Regions from separate parts of the Mus musculus genome. Here all the other regions are linked to region 5. Evidence: chromatin contacts called from public HiChIP or PLAC-seq and promoter capture Hi-C data. All regions are on one chromosome and are shown on one strand. Each heading gives the region's core, a stretch centred on a gene start, on an enhancer-like site or on the middle of the called end of the contact. The rest is flanking DNA. Distances are from core to core; before and after follow the strand shown. Region 1 holds the start of Rhof (ras homolog family member F (in filopodia)). Region 2 holds the start of Tmem120b (transmembrane protein 120B). Region 3 holds the start of Psmd9 (proteasome (prosome, macropain) 26S subunit, non-ATPase, 9). Region 4 holds the start of Kdm2b (lysine (K)-specific demethylase 2B). Region 5 holds the start of Hip1r (huntingtin interacting protein 1 related). Region 6 holds the start of Mlxip (MLX interacting protein).

What was found. Promoter capture Hi-C pulls out the DNA fragments that hold promoters and counts their contacts. HiChIP or PLAC-seq counts read pairs in DNA pulled down with a chosen protein or histone mark.
Region 1: a FOXA1 HiChIP or PLAC-seq map of pancreatic cancer cells shows a contact between it and region 5. The contact joins the promoter of Rhof here to the promoter of Hip1r in region 5. A contact is called at or near these places in 1 of 39 promoter capture datasets (pre-B cells), 1 of 484 Hi-C or Micro-C datasets (B cells) and 2 of 115 datasets of contacts at active chromatin or transcription factors (memory CD8 T cells and pancreatic cancer cells).
Region 2: a promoter capture Hi-C map of pre-B cells shows a contact between it and region 5, with 3 times the contacts expected there. The contact joins the promoter of Tmem120b here to the promoter of Hip1r in region 5. A contact is called at or near these places in 1 of 39 promoter capture datasets (pre-B cells) and 1 of 115 datasets of contacts at active chromatin or transcription factors (pancreatic cancer cells).
Region 3: a promoter capture Hi-C map of pre-B cells shows a contact between it and region 5, with 3 times the contacts expected there. The contact joins the promoter of Psmd9 here to the promoter of Hip1r in region 5. A contact is called at or near these places in 3 of 39 promoter capture datasets (hippocampal neurons, pre-B cells and stem cell-derived epiblast-like cells) and 1 of 9 other capture datasets (adipose tissue).
Region 4: a promoter capture Hi-C map of pre-B cells shows a contact between it and region 5, with 2.9 times the contacts expected there. The contact joins the promoter of Kdm2b here to the promoter of Hip1r in region 5. A contact is called at or near these places in 2 of 39 promoter capture datasets (liver and pre-B cells) and 1 of 115 datasets of contacts at active chromatin or transcription factors (double positive thymocytes).
Region 6: a contact with region 5 is called in a promoter capture Hi-C map of pre-B cells, with 2.7 times the contacts expected there. The contact joins the promoter of Mlxip here to the promoter of Hip1r in region 5. A contact is called at or near these places in 1 of 39 promoter capture datasets (pre-B cells) and 2 of 115 datasets of contacts at active chromatin or transcription factors (memory CD8 T cells and pancreatic cancer cells).

Annotation. Positions count from the first base shown.
Region 1 is chr5:123,131,215-123,133,914 of GRCm38.p6, reverse strand. Rhof (ras homolog family member F (in filopodia)) reads left to right here and starts at 1,286. Exons shown (of 5, transcript NM_175092.3): 1 at 1,286-1,680; 2 at 1,961-2,048. The coding sequence starts at 1,543.
Region 2 is chr5:123,074,978-123,077,704 of GRCm38.p6, reverse strand. Tmem120b (transmembrane protein 120B) reads right to left here and starts at 1,430. Exons shown (of 12, transcript NM_001039723.2): 1 at 1,210-1,430. The coding sequence starts at 1,278.
Region 3 is chr5:123,226,854-123,229,553 of GRCm38.p6, reverse strand. Psmd9 (proteasome (prosome, macropain) 26S subunit, non-ATPase, 9) reads right to left here and starts at 1,364. Exons shown (of 6, transcript NM_026000.2): 1 at 1,110-1,364. The coding sequence starts at 1,247.
Region 4 is chr5:122,987,631-122,990,364 of GRCm38.p6, reverse strand. Kdm2b (lysine (K)-specific demethylase 2B) reads left to right here and starts at 1,266. Exons shown (of 23, transcript NM_001003953.2): 1 at 1,266-1,497; 2 at 2,559-2,703. The coding sequence starts at 1,465. It overlaps A930024E05Rik (RIKEN cDNA A930024E05 gene), which reads right to left and starts at 1,011. Exons shown (of 3, transcript NR_045820.1): 1 at 274-1,011.
Region 5 is chr5:123,972,370-123,975,088 of GRCm38.p6, reverse strand. It overlaps Hip1r (huntingtin interacting protein 1 related), which reads right to left and starts at 1,461. Exons shown (of 32, transcript NM_145070.3): 1 at 1,234-1,461. The coding sequence starts at 1,326. It overlaps Gm46922 (a long non-coding RNA gene), which reads right to left and starts at 1,221. Exons shown (of 3, transcript XR_001784954.1): 1 at 711-1,221; 2 at 371-420.
Region 6 is chr5:123,393,471-123,396,170 of GRCm38.p6, reverse strand. It overlaps Mlxip (MLX interacting protein), which reads right to left and starts at 1,373. Exons shown (of 17, transcript NM_133917.3): 1 at 829-1,373. The coding sequence starts at 1,241.

The DNA of each region.
Region 1 (2,700 bases), core at 37-2,536, 840 kb after region 5:
CAGCTTCTATTGGCTCGCCCTCTATACAGCTGTACCCAATATAACAAACACAACCTTCCTGGCCCCTCAGCTGTAGTCTCGAAATTGATCTCACTGGTCCCGGGAACTCCGTCAATACTGCCTCCTCTAGACTGAGCTCCTCACAGGCAGGAACATGGTTGTTTCTCAATAAACAAGTTGCAAAAAAAGGAATGAGTGAGTTGCTGAACATTTGTCTATGGGCGGTTGATCCAGTGACAAGAGGGGCTTCTCCCTAACAGCTGGAGATTGGTTCAGGTTTCCACCCACCCTGTTGTCTTTGCGTTTTCACGGGCGGTCGCTGCTGTCCTCTGGTGGTGGAGCCGTGTATTGCGTCTCCTGGCGCAATGGGGGAGGAGGCGGGGAAACAAGGAGTGAGGTTGGTAGTTACTCCACAGAGTAAAATTTTCTTGATGTTTGCTGAGAACTTGAAAATCAAGACTCCCCATTGTGAGGCCCAGGACAAGAGCTTTGCCAACACTGCTTTGAAGAAATGAACTCCTCTAGTAGAATTATATTCACCCTCAGGATCTGCCTACTGCTGGCAGTCTCCTGGGGTCCTACCGCTTGACCACTGGCCTGATTTTGGAGGTGGACTCGCGGCACACAGTAACAGGAAAAGCATGGGTCGCAGTGATATGAGCCAGCTGTACTGCTAGTAGTTCTGGGAGTACTAGCAATTTGAATGGGGATGAGAGTGGAGCTCCTGGGGTGAAAGACCGGACACCAGAACACTTATTGGTAGCGACAAGGATTATCCGTTTCCAAAGTTTACGGAAGGTCCAGATATTCTCAACTAGGGCTCTCGGCTTGTCACATTTGCGACTTGTCATGTTTGGGGTCGCCCTTCCGAGCCGAGTATCTTGAGTCCGCCCTGAAAACAGGCTGCTGACGGAAGGCATTCGCCGGCAGGGGGCGCCATGGCTCCACAGTACGGGCCAACGGAATGGGTGGGCAGGGTAGGTGGGCAGAATTCCTGCATTTGCACACCGGCTAAGGCCAGGGTCAGACTATGTGGACACACACAACCCACCTTTTGGCATCTTCTCCGAACGACCGCGGCTACAACCTGTGGGAAGATAAGCTGTAGCAGCAAGGGCTGGATGCGAACCCGGGTGCTAGGATACAGCCCGCCAATCAACGTTTTCTCTGTGGGGGTGGGACCGGCCAATCAAAGGGTCCTTGCTAGAAGGCGGAGCTTGCCAACTAAAGGCTGTCTCTGTGAAGAGGCAGAAACCACGAATCTACTAAGCAGGGGGTGGGGGTGCACTGCGCTTGCGGTTCAGCATCCATTTCTTCAGGTTCTTCATTTCCCCTGGGACTGCAAGACAAATACCCGGGGTCCCCGGACCATAGCCGAGGAGAATTAAGACAGGGTGGTGAACCTGGGAGGCTGCCTGGCAGAGGTGGCGCCAGCTGCCCGTGGGTGGAGCCTCGTAGCCCTGCCCTGTAACCCCGCCCCTGCCCTGTCGCTCTACTGGGCTCTAGCCAGCGCGCAGCATCCAGCGCTGCGGGCTCCGGGCTATGGACGCCCCGGGTGCTCCGGCCCCAGCCGCCGCCCCCAGCTCGGCGAGGAAGGAGCTGAAGATAGTGATCGTAGGTGACGGCGGCTGCGGCAAGACGTCCCTGCTAATGGTGTACTGCCAAGGCTCATTTCCCGAGGTAAGGCCCGCTTGGTGGCAGGAGGGGTGAGGATGGGCTTGGGACCGCAGGGAACAAGGGCTTTACCCCAACCTGGACCCAGGCCCCAAGCCTGGACCATGGAGTCTCAGCTGTCTCCTCCAGGCAGCCCTTTGAGAATTCCTGAGCCCAGTGGTTTGCCAGGTTCGAGCTGGTTGGAGTGAGGGTGTTAGACAGTCGTGGGGGGAGGGATATGTCTGGGATGGTTAGCTCACCTTTGCACCCCTTAAAAGATCAACCCGACCCCCCCCCTCTCTCGCAGCACTACGCCCCGTCGGTGTTTGAGAAGTACACGGCTAGTGTGACAGTGGGTAACAAGGAGGTGACCCTGAACCTCTACGACACGGCTGGTGAGTGCACCAGAGCACACAGGCTCCCTGTGGTCATTCCCAAGGTTTCCCCTGCCTTCTGGGGCATTTCCTTCATGACACCCTAACAGGCCAGGTCCCTGCAGGATGCTGGCTGGCTGGGAGGCTCTGGAAGCCAAAAGGACCCTGGCCATCTCAGCTTTAAGTGGAGGTGATAGATTGAGGTGAACTCTGGACCCCCTTCCCCAGCATCCCCCACCCCCCAGCGCTAAGTACCATTCGTTCCCTAGCTATGTTCCTCTCCTGTGGTTCTAGGAAACGTGGGCTGTACTTCTACCTCCCAGGGCTGCAGAATTCGTTCCTTACTGTGTGTGGTCTTTGCTTTGAGTCCCCTGGGGGCTTGGATTCCAATTAGCTGTGTTCCCCAGCCCTATAATTTTAGTTTAGTGAGATCTGGATCAGGGCTGTGACTCCTGGATGCTGCGTATGGCTGGGCAGGTCTATGTGTTGGGACCCCCGAGGTCCTGTGTGAATGTATCTCTCTTCCTGTGCCCCTGGATTCTGGGATCCTAGAGCTCCAGTCTATTCTGTGGTTTCTTGGTCTTGGGCTGTGAAGAAACAGACGATTTGCGCTAAGGCTCTAAAGTCTGGCCAGGCAGTGGTGGCACGAGCACGCCTTTAGTCCCAGCACTTG
Region 2 (2,727 bases), core at 181-2,680, 900 kb after region 5:
CCAGTGGGAAAAATTGTTAAGGATATGGCTGAGTCTTTTCCCCGTGGGTGGAACCAAAAGGGATCCTCTGGGAACTATGAGGAACCCAAGACCTCAGATCTGAAAGAGAAGGCACCAACCCATCCATATATGCTGGAGGGACTACGAAGGGATGACAGTCCTGGGTCTCTTAAGTCTCTGCCCATGCCGATCTGCTGCTCAGGTTCACCGGCATCCTTCTGTAACATCGGCAGCCTCACTTTACAAAGACCCATCACAGACCTCCCTTGACAGCATTCTCCTCTGGACATTGCAGGAGGTCAGCCCAACTGAGAACGCTACAGGGACAAGGGGAATGACAAAGTAACCATTGAGAGGAGGAGAGAGTGAATGCGAGGAAGCCATGTGTTGTTCCTCTTGGCCGTCCCCAAGGTTTCCTGAGTCTCTAGTCCCCAGAGCATATAGCTGAGGCCTCTCTGGACCCTCCTGATAGGACCGGGTGGCGATGCTATCCTCTCAAGAGCCCAGCTCTTATACCAACCTTCAACACACCAGGTGGAACGCTCTGTGCCAAAACGGTGAGGGGTTGGGTGCAGCCCTCTATCACCGGGTGAGGCAGCCAGCTGTCAGAACTGACAGATGCCTGCCATCCACAATGGTAAACTCAGCTCGCAGCAGCCGATAAGCAGAACCACATCAGAGCTCCCAAAGTCAAGGCTATGACTGAGGGGTCTCTGAGACTTAAAAACTGCCTAAGGGGCCAAGATGAAAGCAGCCAAGCACAACTCTCAAACCGCAGTTGCAGCGAGGGCTGCCCAGCCAGCACAGAGCGTGTAGTAAGGAGTTGAACAGCCAACTGCAACTGGAGGGTTGGGGGGAAGATCCCTTGTGTGGGGGTTGGTCTGGTGTCCTTTGAGTATCACAGTTTCCTCGTGAACACACCTGGAACTTGCCTCGGGGGCCAGAGACGAACTTTCTGTAGCGAAGGGAGAGCGTGGAGCAAAGAGTGGATGAGAGGGCGCGAGAATGAGGGGCGCCCCAAGAGACTGAGGAGCCAAAGCGCTGCTACATAGGAAGGGGCTGCGCCAGGCCACCCACCAGCCCATCGGACGCACAGCCCGGGCCACCGTCTGGGTCCTATCGCCCCACCTCCGGGCTGGGATGGCTAGATAGGGAAGGCACAAGCACCGCAGGTAGCAAGAGTGGCGGGACCAGGTGGCCCGGTCCTACCTGCAGCTCCTGAAATTCTCCCTCCAGCTCGTGCCACTCGCGCTCGCAACGCTCCAGCTGGCCGGACATGGTGCAATGGTGCAAGGCGGCGGCGGCGGCGGCGACGAAACCCGCAGCGTGACCCGTCCGGCCACCAGCAGCCCACGCCCGCCCGCTCACTAGCCGCCTCCCGAGGCACCAGCTGTTCCTGCGCAGCCGGAGCCACGCGCGCACCTGACGTCACGGGCCCCGCCCCGGCGCCAGCCTCACCCCCTCGCCCGAGGGTGGGGCCCGCGCATGCGCATGGGCGATCCCCCGGGCTCTGGCCTCGTGGCGGGTGCAACTCTTCAGTCTTCTTTGGGTCTCTTCACTCCTCGTGTGTAGGTAGTAGGTTTCTCGTCGGAGTGGGTGGAGGGTTTATGTGTAAGCTGCATTTATGGCTTATGTTACTTAGATTATCTTTGTGGGAGAGTGAGGTGGAAATGATTTGGAGGAGGTAAAGGGAAAATTCATGTATTCCTTCACATTGCCTGACCTAGGCCAAAGCCAGTGCCCTGAAATGACAGCTTTGACAGTGACCGCGTAGTAAGGTCAAGGGCAGGATGGGAAAAATGCAGACTTGGCTCTGTCATCTCACGCTGGCGATGATATTTATTGCAACCAATACAGCCTAGATACATCCCTGTCCTCTAAGACACTGGGTGACTCTTGACAGCTGGTGCTGTCAGTCAAAAGCCACAACCACCAAGTTTATGGAATACAGTTGCCTCCCTTTCCGTGCCAAGTCCGAAAAGACCTGCACAAGCCTGGCTTTTCCAACCACACCTCCTATCTCCCTGCCCTAAATCCAGCTCTCCGGCCATTGTTTTTATCCTGACTTGACATTCCTCCCTCTGAATCATCATGCAGTGGCTTCTTGCTCACTCCTGGAACCTCATTCAAATGACACCTGCAGCTGGGTGTGATATTGCATACCAGCCTTGACAACGTAGTAAGACTTGTCTCAACAAACAAACAAACAAACAAACAAATAAAATATCAAATGATGCCTGTCGGGGCTGGAGGGAAAAACTTCAGTGGTTAAGGGTGTGTGTTCTGCAGTTTGGGTGGCACATGCCTTTCATTGAAGCACTCCAGGGCCAGAGGCAGATAGATCTCTGTGGGTTTGAGACCAGCCTGGTCTACATAGCTCAGGGCCAGCTCCACAGTAAGACCCTGTAAAATTAATTAAAATTAAAAGGACACCTGCATTAGTTTCACAGGGCTATGCTTAGCTACAAGTGGGTGGCCTAGACAATAGAAGTGCATTTATCTCACAGCGACCAACCTGAAACGAAAGTGTCATGACTCCTGAGACCCTGGGTAGGGCCTTGCCTTGCTACCTAGTAGCCATGACAGTGACTGTTGAGCCTACATACTCCATGGCTTTCATCTGCATTGCTCCATTCTCTCTGACCAGTAGTTACAGGGCCTCTCTGTGTGCCCTCTCTTATGAAGACACTGTGAATGAAAATCCCCAGAAGGGCTAGAGAGATGGGT
Region 3 (2,700 bases), core at 115-2,614, 750 kb after region 5:
CCTTTAAACCACTGAGCCATCTCTCCAGCCCCTGACTCCGCCCCTTTGAGCTTCAGGGACACAAGTTAACAATACTGCTGTGACAGTTTCCTGGCACAGCACACATACAAGATAGTACCTTTCAGGCACATGGTCAGCACCTACCTGGCCTGTAGAACCTCTATATGACACCGTCATCTGGCACCCATCACCCAGATGTCATTGTGCCCAGCAATGAGTGTGATTTAGCCTCCCCTTCCTCTATACACTGACTTGGGGTTTTATGAAAAATATATCTGCTTAGGAGGTAAACAGATCACAGAGCCAACCATTCCCCCTTCCTAACTGGGCAAGCATTGGCTCCACTCTGGCCCTGTTTCCCCTTTTACAGTAAAGACAATGTGCTTAATCTGGCTCCACTTAAAAGAGCAATTAGCAGAGGTGAGGGTTTTCTTAAAATCCAGAGTCTTTTCCCTATCCCAATTAGAGTCTGCATTTCATTTTTACTTTTCTTTTTTGTTTTTTTTTTTTTTTTTTTTTTTTGGTTTTTTTTTGAGACAAGGTCTAATATAACCCAGGACAGCCTCGAGCTTACTATGTAGGCAAGAATAACCCTCAAGTCCTGATCCCCCTGCCTCCACTCTCTAAACGCTGGGCTTAAATAGGGATGCCTCCCCTGGCTACAACGTGCATTTTAACAAGATGCCCAATTAATTCTCCCAGTTGACATTTATAAAGTCCTAAAGAAAAGCGGGTGGCGAGGCCAAACCTGGTAATGTCACCTACAGAAAGTGACAGTAGCGATTATCACTATGCCTCAGCAAATAGTCTATCCTTGCGACCGAGGCAGTTTCACTAAGGCCTATATCATGGTTGCACAGGCCCGCGATTCCCGCACTCAGAAAGATGAAGCAGGAGGATCACGAGTTCGAAGCCAGCTTAGGGGCTGCGTTAAAAACAAACAAACAAAAAACTTTAAAATGCAAAGTTAATGCTTCCGAAAATGAAAATTAATCCCACGTAAAGAAAAAATGCTTAAAGGGGCGTGTGGCACGCAGCAAAGACCCCCTCTAGGACACTGCTTGGCAGCGACCCCGAGCCTCGTCCGCAGGCCTCCCCGCCACACTCACGCTCTCCAGGACGTCGTAATTAGCCTTGATCTCCGCCTCGATCTCCTCCTTGCGTCGCATCAGATCCTGGATGTCGCTGACCGCGGCCGCACGGGCCTCGGAGGACTCTGCCCGGTGCGGAACGTCTTCACCCGACATCGCGGACCTCAAGCTAGAGTTCTGGGTTTCCCGGCTACGGACGCCAGCCGAGGCTGAGGCTACGGGTCCTCCCCGGGGCCAAAACAGCTCAGCCAACGCGCAAGTACGGAAACAGATGAAGGGTGGAGCTTGGAAGTGGGCGGGGTCACCGGCTAGATAGACCACGTGGTTTTCAGATGACCCGGTAGAGATAAATAGGCCCATAGAGGACATAGGTATTTACTCCCACTTTATCCTGACTCATTTCCACTTTTCTTGTTCATTCCTTTCTTTTTCATTCTGTCCCCGTCCCTCCATCCGTCCGTTTCCCCACCCCCCCACCCCACCCCGTTTTTCAAGACAGGGTTTCTCTGTGTATCCCTGGCTGTCCTGGAACTCACTCTGTAGACCAGGCTGGCCTCAAACTCAGAAATCCTCCTGCCTCTGCTCCCAAGTGCTGGGATTAAAGCCACCACATCTGGCTTACACTTTTTTTCATTCACTCATCTGAAGGCTGAGTAAACTGGATACCAGCTGTATAAATGTAAGAGGATCCAGTCTTGCCAACCTTGACACTTCAGTTCTTAACATCTACGAAGCCCCTGAGTGTTTGAAAGAGGCTTTCAAGCGATTTGTTTTTTGTTTTCTGTTTCTTTTCTTTTTCTTTTTCCAGACAAGATTTACTGCATCTCAGGCAGGCCTCTAACTCATTGTGTAGATGAAGGCGACCTTGAAGCTCTCCCCAAGTTTTTAGAATATTCTATTTCTTATTGTCATGATCACAGACACCCTCTAACCCCCCACTCCCATTCTATCCATTTCGCACCTCCCTCAACCTATCCTCATCAAAACTTCAAGACCTTTTTTTTTTTCCTTCTTTATAACCTAGTGTGCCCAGTGCCTTTGAGCATCTGATACTCCATCTGCTCCCTCCACAGGCAGGGATTACAGGCATGTACCACCAGGTATGGTTTATGAAATATTGGGGATCAGGAACACTCTACCAACTCAGCTATATCCCCAGCCACTTTCGGGCTGGGGATCCTCATGGTACAACCTATGTTCAAAGTTGGACCATTAACACCGACTATATATATTCCATGTGACCTTAAATAATTTCACCTTCTGCTCTCTGACCTTATTGTGTGACACTAACAGTAATATCTCTCGCTCTTTTTTTTCATTTTTATTTACTAATTTATTCCCTTTGGATCCTGATCAGAGTACACACACCCTAGCAACGTGTCTCTTAAGGGTGTCCAAGTATTTATTGACTTTCACCTCTGTCACGAGGTGCTGGTGTAACAGGCCCCCAGACCTTAGTACAACCGACTCCATAAAGAAAGTACCACTCAGGCTGGAAAACACAGCACACAGACAGCACCACCTGCCAAAACTAAAACAAAGCCGGAAGCCATCCAAGTCCACAGCTGTGGGAAAGTCTCTCCATGCACGAACCTTGCTTTTTGGCTTC
Region 4 (2,734 bases), core at 17-2,516, 980 kb after region 5:
GAAGAGGCCCGGAGGGAAACAAAGTTTAGGGCCAGCATTTCTCTCAACTTAAAGGAATTCCAGGACCACTGAGGGTCAGTCAATTCTGGAAGCAGTCACAAGCACTACTTAAAAGACGGAGGAACATTGGGGATCTGCTACTCCAGGAATATTCACAAAGGCTGCCCCCCTTCTCCGCTGAGAAACAATATGGATCAATCAAGGTTGCTGTACCCCAGAAAGCCACAAACAACCACCACTTTTCTCTTAAACTGCCACACGAGAGAGGCTTACCTTTTGCCTGCCTGCATTAGAGACGCTGAATCCGATTCTCTATTCCCTCCTGTGTATCGATTTATCTCTTCTCAGCGAGTGTAGAGACTTTTTTTCCTTTCTCTTTAAAAGCCCAACTTCTATTTCAGGGCTGTACTACCGAGGCTATCCGAATGAATGAACCAAAGGCTTTCTTCCGGTCAGCTGCAGTCTGAAAAGGCTGTGGACTGGCTGTATTTCCTGTACCTGTGCGTGTGTCTCCATATTATTATTTCAGCCCCGGGAGTTTAAAAGTTATGCAGTCTGTACAGATACAGTGCTGAGGTAATTTCTTTCTGAGCCCCTCAGATGCCTCCTCCATATGGCAGGTTCGCAAATGGATAAGGGTCTGGACAGGCTGGCCCCTCCCCCCAGGCATGCAGTAGAAAAGCAAAACAGAAAAAGAAATCACACATACAAAATACTTTGAATTTAGGTCGCCAGCATAGGTAATGAGGAAAGGTGGGTGAAGGAAGAGAGGGACAGCCCTGCGTAACCCAAGCAAGAGGGGGCAGGGGCAGAGGTGGGGGGTCGTTTTGGGGGGTGCCAGGCCCCGGGGGCTTTCACGCCAGCAGGCTTGGCTAGCATTTCCGCGCCTCCCGCTGAGGCCATCCGTGCAAATCTGCACCTCCCTCCCCACCCCCTCCTCTCTTTCCCTCCCTCCCTGCCCCGCCATCTCTGGGATGCGCCCGCCGCCTGCAACTCAGCCCTCCAAAAGTCAGCTCCCGGGCGGCGGCGGCGCCTGCGTGCAGAGGCGCACTCGTGACCCAACAACAAAACAGCGATGCCAAGGCGCTAACAGCGCCCGGTGCGTCCCAGGCTCCCTTCTGGCCCCACACCTCCTACGGCTGCGGTCCCCGACACCCCCAACCCGAGCCCCCCCTTTCCCCAACTAGCCTAGCCGCAAGCTCCGAGCGCGATCGGCAACAATGTTTACGTTCCGGGGATTATGACGTCGACGCCTCCCCCCCCACAACTGCTGAAAATGGTTTCCTAGGACTTTGCAAACGGATCTGCTTAAGTGTTGGTGCAAAACTTTGTAGATATCGGCTCTGGCTTGCTCTATTTATTTATTTTTTTGCTTTCTTTTCTTTGGTCTTCCCTCCTTTCCCCCTCCGCCAAAATGCAGGGGGCAGGAGTGTTGACAATTAATTGGTGAACTCTCCTAAAAAAATGGAGGCAGAGAAAGACTCTGGAAGAAGATTGGTGTGTAGCTTTTTTTTTCTCCCCCAAATCTGTATCTGGTATATGATCGATTTATCTATCTATTTATTTTTTTGGTTGTTTCTTGCTGCCTTTTCTTTCCTTTTCTGTATTTTGCAAGAGGACCGGAAAAAAATAATAAATTGCATGCAAAAGGAAGCAAGCAGCTTACTCCTCCAGTCTCTTGTGAGGCTCAGGGTCTCAGACACTTAAGTGGGGAGGAGGCAACGCCGAAAGGCGTGGAAGGGACTGAGCGGGCTCGGGGTTCGCCTGGGATCTGGGGGGCTGCGGGGCTCGGTGCTGAGCGGCGGAGGGAGGAGGAAGAAGGATGCGGGGAGTGGTGGGGGAGTCTCCTTAGGAAGTGAGTGTGCGCGCGCGCTCGTGGGGAGATGAGGCAGCTGCTGGTGCGTTTTGGGGTCTCTGATAGAAGCTTTGTGGTGGGCTGGCTGCCTCTCTCCCCCCACATTCTTAACCTCCTCCCCTCCCCTCCTCTTCTTGCACTAGCGGTCGGTCGGCGGGGGCCGTTAGGGTCTCAACCCTTCCGTTTCAGCTTTCCAGCTTTTCTGTAGCTCGGGAGCAGCTCCAGCCTTAGTAATGCCGCCGGCCCTGGGTTCCGGCTTCCCGGGTTGGCCGCCGTGGCCGCCAGGGCTGCTGTTACCGCGGAGCCGGTTGCTGCAGCGGCTTCTCTCGGGGCCTACATCTGCCCCGCCAGCTCATACCCGGAGCCCCCTTCAGGGGTTACATAACCAGGCTCCCAGTCGAGTGGGCAAAGCTTAGCACATCACTTGGCGTGGGGGCAGAGGAAAGCCCCCAAATACCATTTCCATAGCTTCCAAAGATGCAAGAAGGGATTGCTTCGTTTAAGGGCAGTCGGGCCTTGGGGGTGTGAGCCCCTTTTTCTGCTTTCCAGCATCTTTGGCATTTGCGCAAAGTTGCTCAGATTGCAATGCTGGGGTGCAGTGGGCGCGCGACTCTTGCACCTGTTCTTGGTGGGCCCAGGGTGAGAGGAGACCCCCCCAAGTCCTCTCAGTAATGTCCGGGGTTCTCTGGTTGGGTCCCCGCAGCGTGCGATTGACCGCCAGAGATACGACGAGAACGAAGACTTGTCGGACGTGGAGGAAATTGTCAGCGTCCGTGGCTTCAGCCTGGAGGAGAAGCTACGTAGCCAGTTATACCAGGGGGACTTCGTGCATGCTATGGAAGGCAAAGGTGAGGCACCCCCCTCTCCTGGCTTCACTCT
Region 5 (2,719 bases), core at 212-2,711:
GTTTACTAGCACAATTAATTATGTATTAATGACTTCACATCAAACGCCATGTTTGTTTTTTATGGTGGGGAATCCAGGCTGGACCAGATGGAGATCACACGGATAAATTAATCATTCGAAGCCAGGTTGGTACTGGCAACTTGGCATGCTCGCTCGGAGCCCTCCCGTCCTGAGGTTTTATCCTTATCCCTGTCCATCATAAGCACAAAGGTGAGAGGCCTCCCGTTTTGTTATTTCAAAACTGAAAGCTAGTGGAGACTGCTTGTGCTAACTTGTTTTGAAAGCAACCACAGAGAGTCCTTGCTCTCTGCTCTGACCAAGGGGGAAGGAACTCGCCAGTGGGGCACCCACAAATGCAAATGTCACCAACCTGCTTCAGATACAGGTGGGAGGAGTCTTTGGCTTCCTTTATTGCTAAAGCTTAAAAAAAAAAAAAAGCAGCCATTTCGGTCTGGGCTGACTTCGTAGTCAAATAAGTAGTGACACCCCTCCGCGCCCCGCACCCCCCCCCCCCCGCCAACCTCCATGAGTCCACCCAAGACTTAATTAAGAACAGGGCAGAGTTTGTAAAACAAAAAGGAGGGAAGCAGACGTGTTGGTGGTGGTCGTCTGGAAGCAGGAGGATGAGGATTTTTAAGGCTAGCGTGGGCTACATGAGACCCTGTCTTAAAAAAAAAAAAAAAAAAAAAAACCCAAAACCAAAGCAACACCTGCACAGTGGGTCCCCAGAAGCCATGCATGAATGAATGCGCATCAGGGCCATTATTCAATTTTCCACGCCACCTTCTCGGGTCGGGCCCTCTCCTGGGAGAGCGGCGCGTGGGAGCGCAGGAAAGGAGCCTGGGAAGTTTCCGTCTGTCAGGCGCCGGTGTTTAACGAGGGGGTGGCAGCCTATTTATAAGTGGGCCCCCGCGCGGGCAAACAAGTCTGGCGACCTACGTGAAACTTTTCACCCGAGCAGATAATAAGATACTGTGCGGCCGTGCGAACAGCTCGGCAGCGAGGGAAGCCGGGAGCTTCCCTGGAAAGGCGGCGGCGAGCAGAGGGCGCTCCGGGCCCCGCGCGGCCGTGCGCACCTGGGCCGCGTCCGCATCCCGGAGCCCAGCCCCGCTGTCGCGCGGCTTCCGGTCACCTGCGCCGCCCGGGGCCGCGGAGCCCGCAACCGTCCGCGCAGGGCCGAGCGCACCGAGGGCCGCCGCCGCCACCGCCCGCCCAGCCCGTGCCCGCGCTCGCCTGCGTCTTGTCGAACTGCTCGCGCTCGGCCTCTAGGCTGTGGCCCGGCCTGCGGCTCAGCACCCGCGCCGGCACATTCTTGATGCTGTTCATGCTGCCGCCGACCGTGTCCCGGCCCGGCTCCGCGCGAATGAGGCGTCACCGCCCGCCTCAAGCCTAGGCACACGGAGGCCGCGCGCCGCGCCGCACGGGGAGGAGCCGCAGCCCCTCCCGCCAGTCACTCCGGTTGTCCAACCGACGCCCCGCCCTCCCCGGCTCCGAACGCTCCGCCCCCCGCCCCCGCCGGGTCCCCGGGACTCCTGGCGTGCCCCGCCCACTGCATCCCTTGATCAACCCTAGGATGCCTAGTAGCCACCACTGTGGTCCCTTAGGACTCCCAGGACACCCTGCCATGCAACCCTCTGTCACCCAGTACGCCCTGCCCTGCACCCTTCCAGTCCCCGGGGACGCCCCATCCGGCACCCCTTCTGGTCCCCCGGGACTCCTTGAACCCCAAGACTCTGCATCCGCTTCGTTCCCGCGGGACTTCCTGGGAGTGTCCCTTGCACACCTGTCCTTGTCTCCTTGCACAATTCTAGCTCTCCAGGATTCCCCAACACACCAGTTCCCTAATTCTGACAGATCAGATGCAAGGACAAATACCCACTTAGCTTGGCTACATACCTTCTTACCATCTCCCCAAAGAAAGGAAAAATCACGTTGGGTCTTTCTCTACACCTGTAGGGGGAAAACTGGAACAAATAAGAGTCTTGTCTCCTTGAGTCTGGTCAGTAGCCACGCTGCAGGTTTCTTTGGTTTTTTTGTTGGGAGCCCAGCCATCTCTTCAAGTCTTTGCTTTTTGAGATGAAGTATCAACTCCCTGAGATAGGAAATGCTGTCATGAGTTAGACACCTGACCGTCTGTCTCCTAGGTCAGGTGACGCTCTCTGAGGACCCAGACGGACCCTTTCTTTCCCATTGCTCATTCCTTACTGTGTTGACATCCACTCAACATTTCAGAGTTGGACAAGGCTGTCTTTGCCACTAAGAGATTAGCCGTGCTTTATCTAATACCAATCAATGAAAAGCTCCTTTGCCAAAATATGAGGAGTAACAACAACAGCCGATACTTAAAACCTATTTGCCAGGTATGGGGCTAAACCCCTTATACCTATTATCTTGTCCCTAATCCTCAGCAAGTCACTAAATAGCCATGGTCAAAAAAAAAAAAAAAAACACACAACACAACAGATGAGCCGATTTGTTCTGTGCCAGCTGTTTCTCGGACTCTTTTTCTCACACGGGACAAAAACCAGTTATCCTGTGATTTCCATACAAAAGACCAGCCCCCACTGGGTATAGAACATCTACTACAGTGGCCTGTCATTATCAAAAGTTCCCATTCTTTTTCGTCAATAGAGGCTATTACTGCGCTGGGCGTGGTGTTCAGGCATCCAGTCAGCAGGACCCCATTCAATCTTAAAGTTTTGGTGGTATTTTTGCAGAC
Region 6 (2,700 bases), core at 124-2,623, 580 kb after region 5:
GAATTTGGGAAGCGGAGGCAGGGCAGTCAGGAGGAGTTCAAGGCCAGCCAGCATCTGCTCAAAAGACCCTGGCTCAAAAAGGAAACAAACAAACAAAACAAAACAAAAACAAATTCCAACTTCCCAGGAAAATAAACTCCACAAGTCCACTGTGTGCAAAGGGTCCTGCCTCAGAATTTCCCTGTAAAGGAGATGTAAGAGAACCCAGGCTCCAGATGCATGGACAATCAGGAAAAGTAACTCACATTTAAGCAGCACCTAAAAACCCACTCGGCCTATCTCAACCCTTCCCTGAAGCAGCCCCCTAGAGGTCAACACTACTGTCACCCCCCACCCCGCCCCCCTTTATAGACAAGGAAACAGGCTCCAAGGCGTTACACAATCATTAAGATAGTGCAGCCAGCGCCCTAGCCACCCTGGACAGGTGATCTTAACCGTTGGGTGTTGCTGTAAACACACAAAGCAATAGAAGGAAGGGGTCCACAGAGCCAAAAGAAAAGGAGGAAAACAACAACACACAGCCTGTAGCTACACCTAACTCTTGTCTAAAACCGGTGACCACGGGCATTGGAGGAGGGGAGGGCCTGGATGGGGAACACGAAGCCGGAAGAACCCAGGAACGACCGGCTGACAGGGCTACAAGGCCGGAACCCTGGCGCCTCTCTCCATGGTGGAGACCCCAGACTCACAAATCGTCCTAGAAGGAATTTCCAAAGGGACAGTGTGAAGCCAAAGGTCCAAGCTGGGTTTTTGTTCAAGAGAGACCGGGGTGAAGATGGGGCTCGGCCAGGTCTGGGAGTCGGGTGGGGGCGTCACCGGGTCCCCTACCTGTAGGCCAGGGTCATGCACTCGAAGAGCTTGGTGAGCGACGCATCGATGGACAAGTGGCAGGAGCTGGTCTTGCCGAAGCTATAGGTCTGGCACGTCTGCTTGTTGACCGTGTCGAAATCATAGCCCTTCTTGGGCGGGTGCTCGCGGTGCGGAGAGGACACCATGAAGTGGCCGCTGTGGATGATCTGCTGTCGGCGCGGAGGCTCCTCGCGGCCCGGGCCGGCCCGAGGCGGCAGCGGCGCGGCGCTCGCGTGGGCCCGGGCTGAAGTGGCCACGCCGGAGGGGGGCGGCGGAGACGGCTCGTCTGTGTCCGAGTCGTCGTCGTCCTCGGGCACCTGAGGCTTGAGCAGCACCGAACGGCCCCGACTGCGGGGCCGGCGCGGCGAACACATGAAAACGTCGGCAGCCATGAGGAGAACCTGGTCCGGGGCATCCCCCGGGAGCCGGGGCGACGTAAAGCGGAGAAGCACGGGGAACGGAGGGGGCCGCCGGCCCGACCCGGCCCGGCCCTCGCGCAGACTGCCCGGGAACGCGCGGCCTGAGGGGGAGGGCGCGGGCCTCCTCGTAACGTCACTGTCGTCTTGGCCAATCGGATGCTCGCCTCTGCCTCTTAAAGGTGCAGGAGGAAGCTTTTCTTCTCCGGGCGGACAAAAAAAAAAAAAAGCCGGAGGCCACGCCTCCACGCCCGGCCCCTGGCTGTCCTCTTTCCCCTCCGGCTGGCCCTGGAGTAGAGAGACGAGAAAGCCAGGCCGCGCCTCTCGGGGAGCCTGGGCTCAGGGCGGCATTGGCTGTCTGTTCAACTAGTCTGGCTCCAGCCCCTGCCCCGCCTCCGCCACGCCCGGAGCTTGGGAATAGCCCTGCGGCCTCACTGCGGGCAAGGAGGGCACTCCACGTGGTGGGTAGGGGTGGAGCTCCTTCCCCCACATTAGGCCAGCTTTCTCCCTCCATACCCGGAACTGAGTCCTCAAAAGCCTTCCTGATTTTGTCTACCGTCCCCATTTTGTTGATGAGAAGATTGAGTTACCTACACTCTAAGGGGTGTGCCTAAGGTTCCAACAAGACCCAAGAGCAAGGCTCACAGAATCATCACATCCTTAGGGGCAGAAACTGACTCTCCCGGGTTAAGGCATGGCTCCTGGGCATCACCGCTCTTAAACAGTAGTAGAGTTCTGCAGGAGCCTAGCTGTCTGCCTCCAGACCCAACAACTTCAGCCACAAATCAAAATACTGTCGCTATTGTTTGGAAGTTTGGCCCAGAAGCCAAATTCCAAAGGGGAAGTTTGGAGCCTAGTTGTCTTTACTGCAATTCCTAGGTCTCAGAAAGTTGTGTCAACCTAAAAATAGCAATGAGCCAGTCATGGTAACACATGCGCGTGCCTGCAATCCTAACAGGAGGGGAGCAGAGGTGGGAGGATCAGAAGTTCCCCAAATTCTAGGTTAGTTTGAACTGCATGATACCCTGTCTCAAAGACACTTTTATTTTATTTTATATTTTAGGAAATCCAGTGAGATGGTTCAGTAGGTAAATAAAAGCACTTGCTGTTAAGTCTGACCTTCATTCCAACCCGTGGGACCCACAAGATAGAAGACTCCCAACAACTTAATCTCTGACCACCCCAACCCCACTGTGGCATCTGCGCTTCTCACGATAAATAAAGGTAAAAATAAATAAATAAAAGATTTTGTTTGGAGACAGAATCTCTACATGTAGTCCTTATGTAGACAAGGCTGGCCTTGTAACCACCACGAGAGATTATAAGAGGGGAAAAGATCAGGGTGTCTTCTGTATATGACAAGGAAGCTACACCTGTGAAATCTCCATGGTCTAAACAAGAACTACAAAATTGCAGCACCAGTTGACATCCCAAG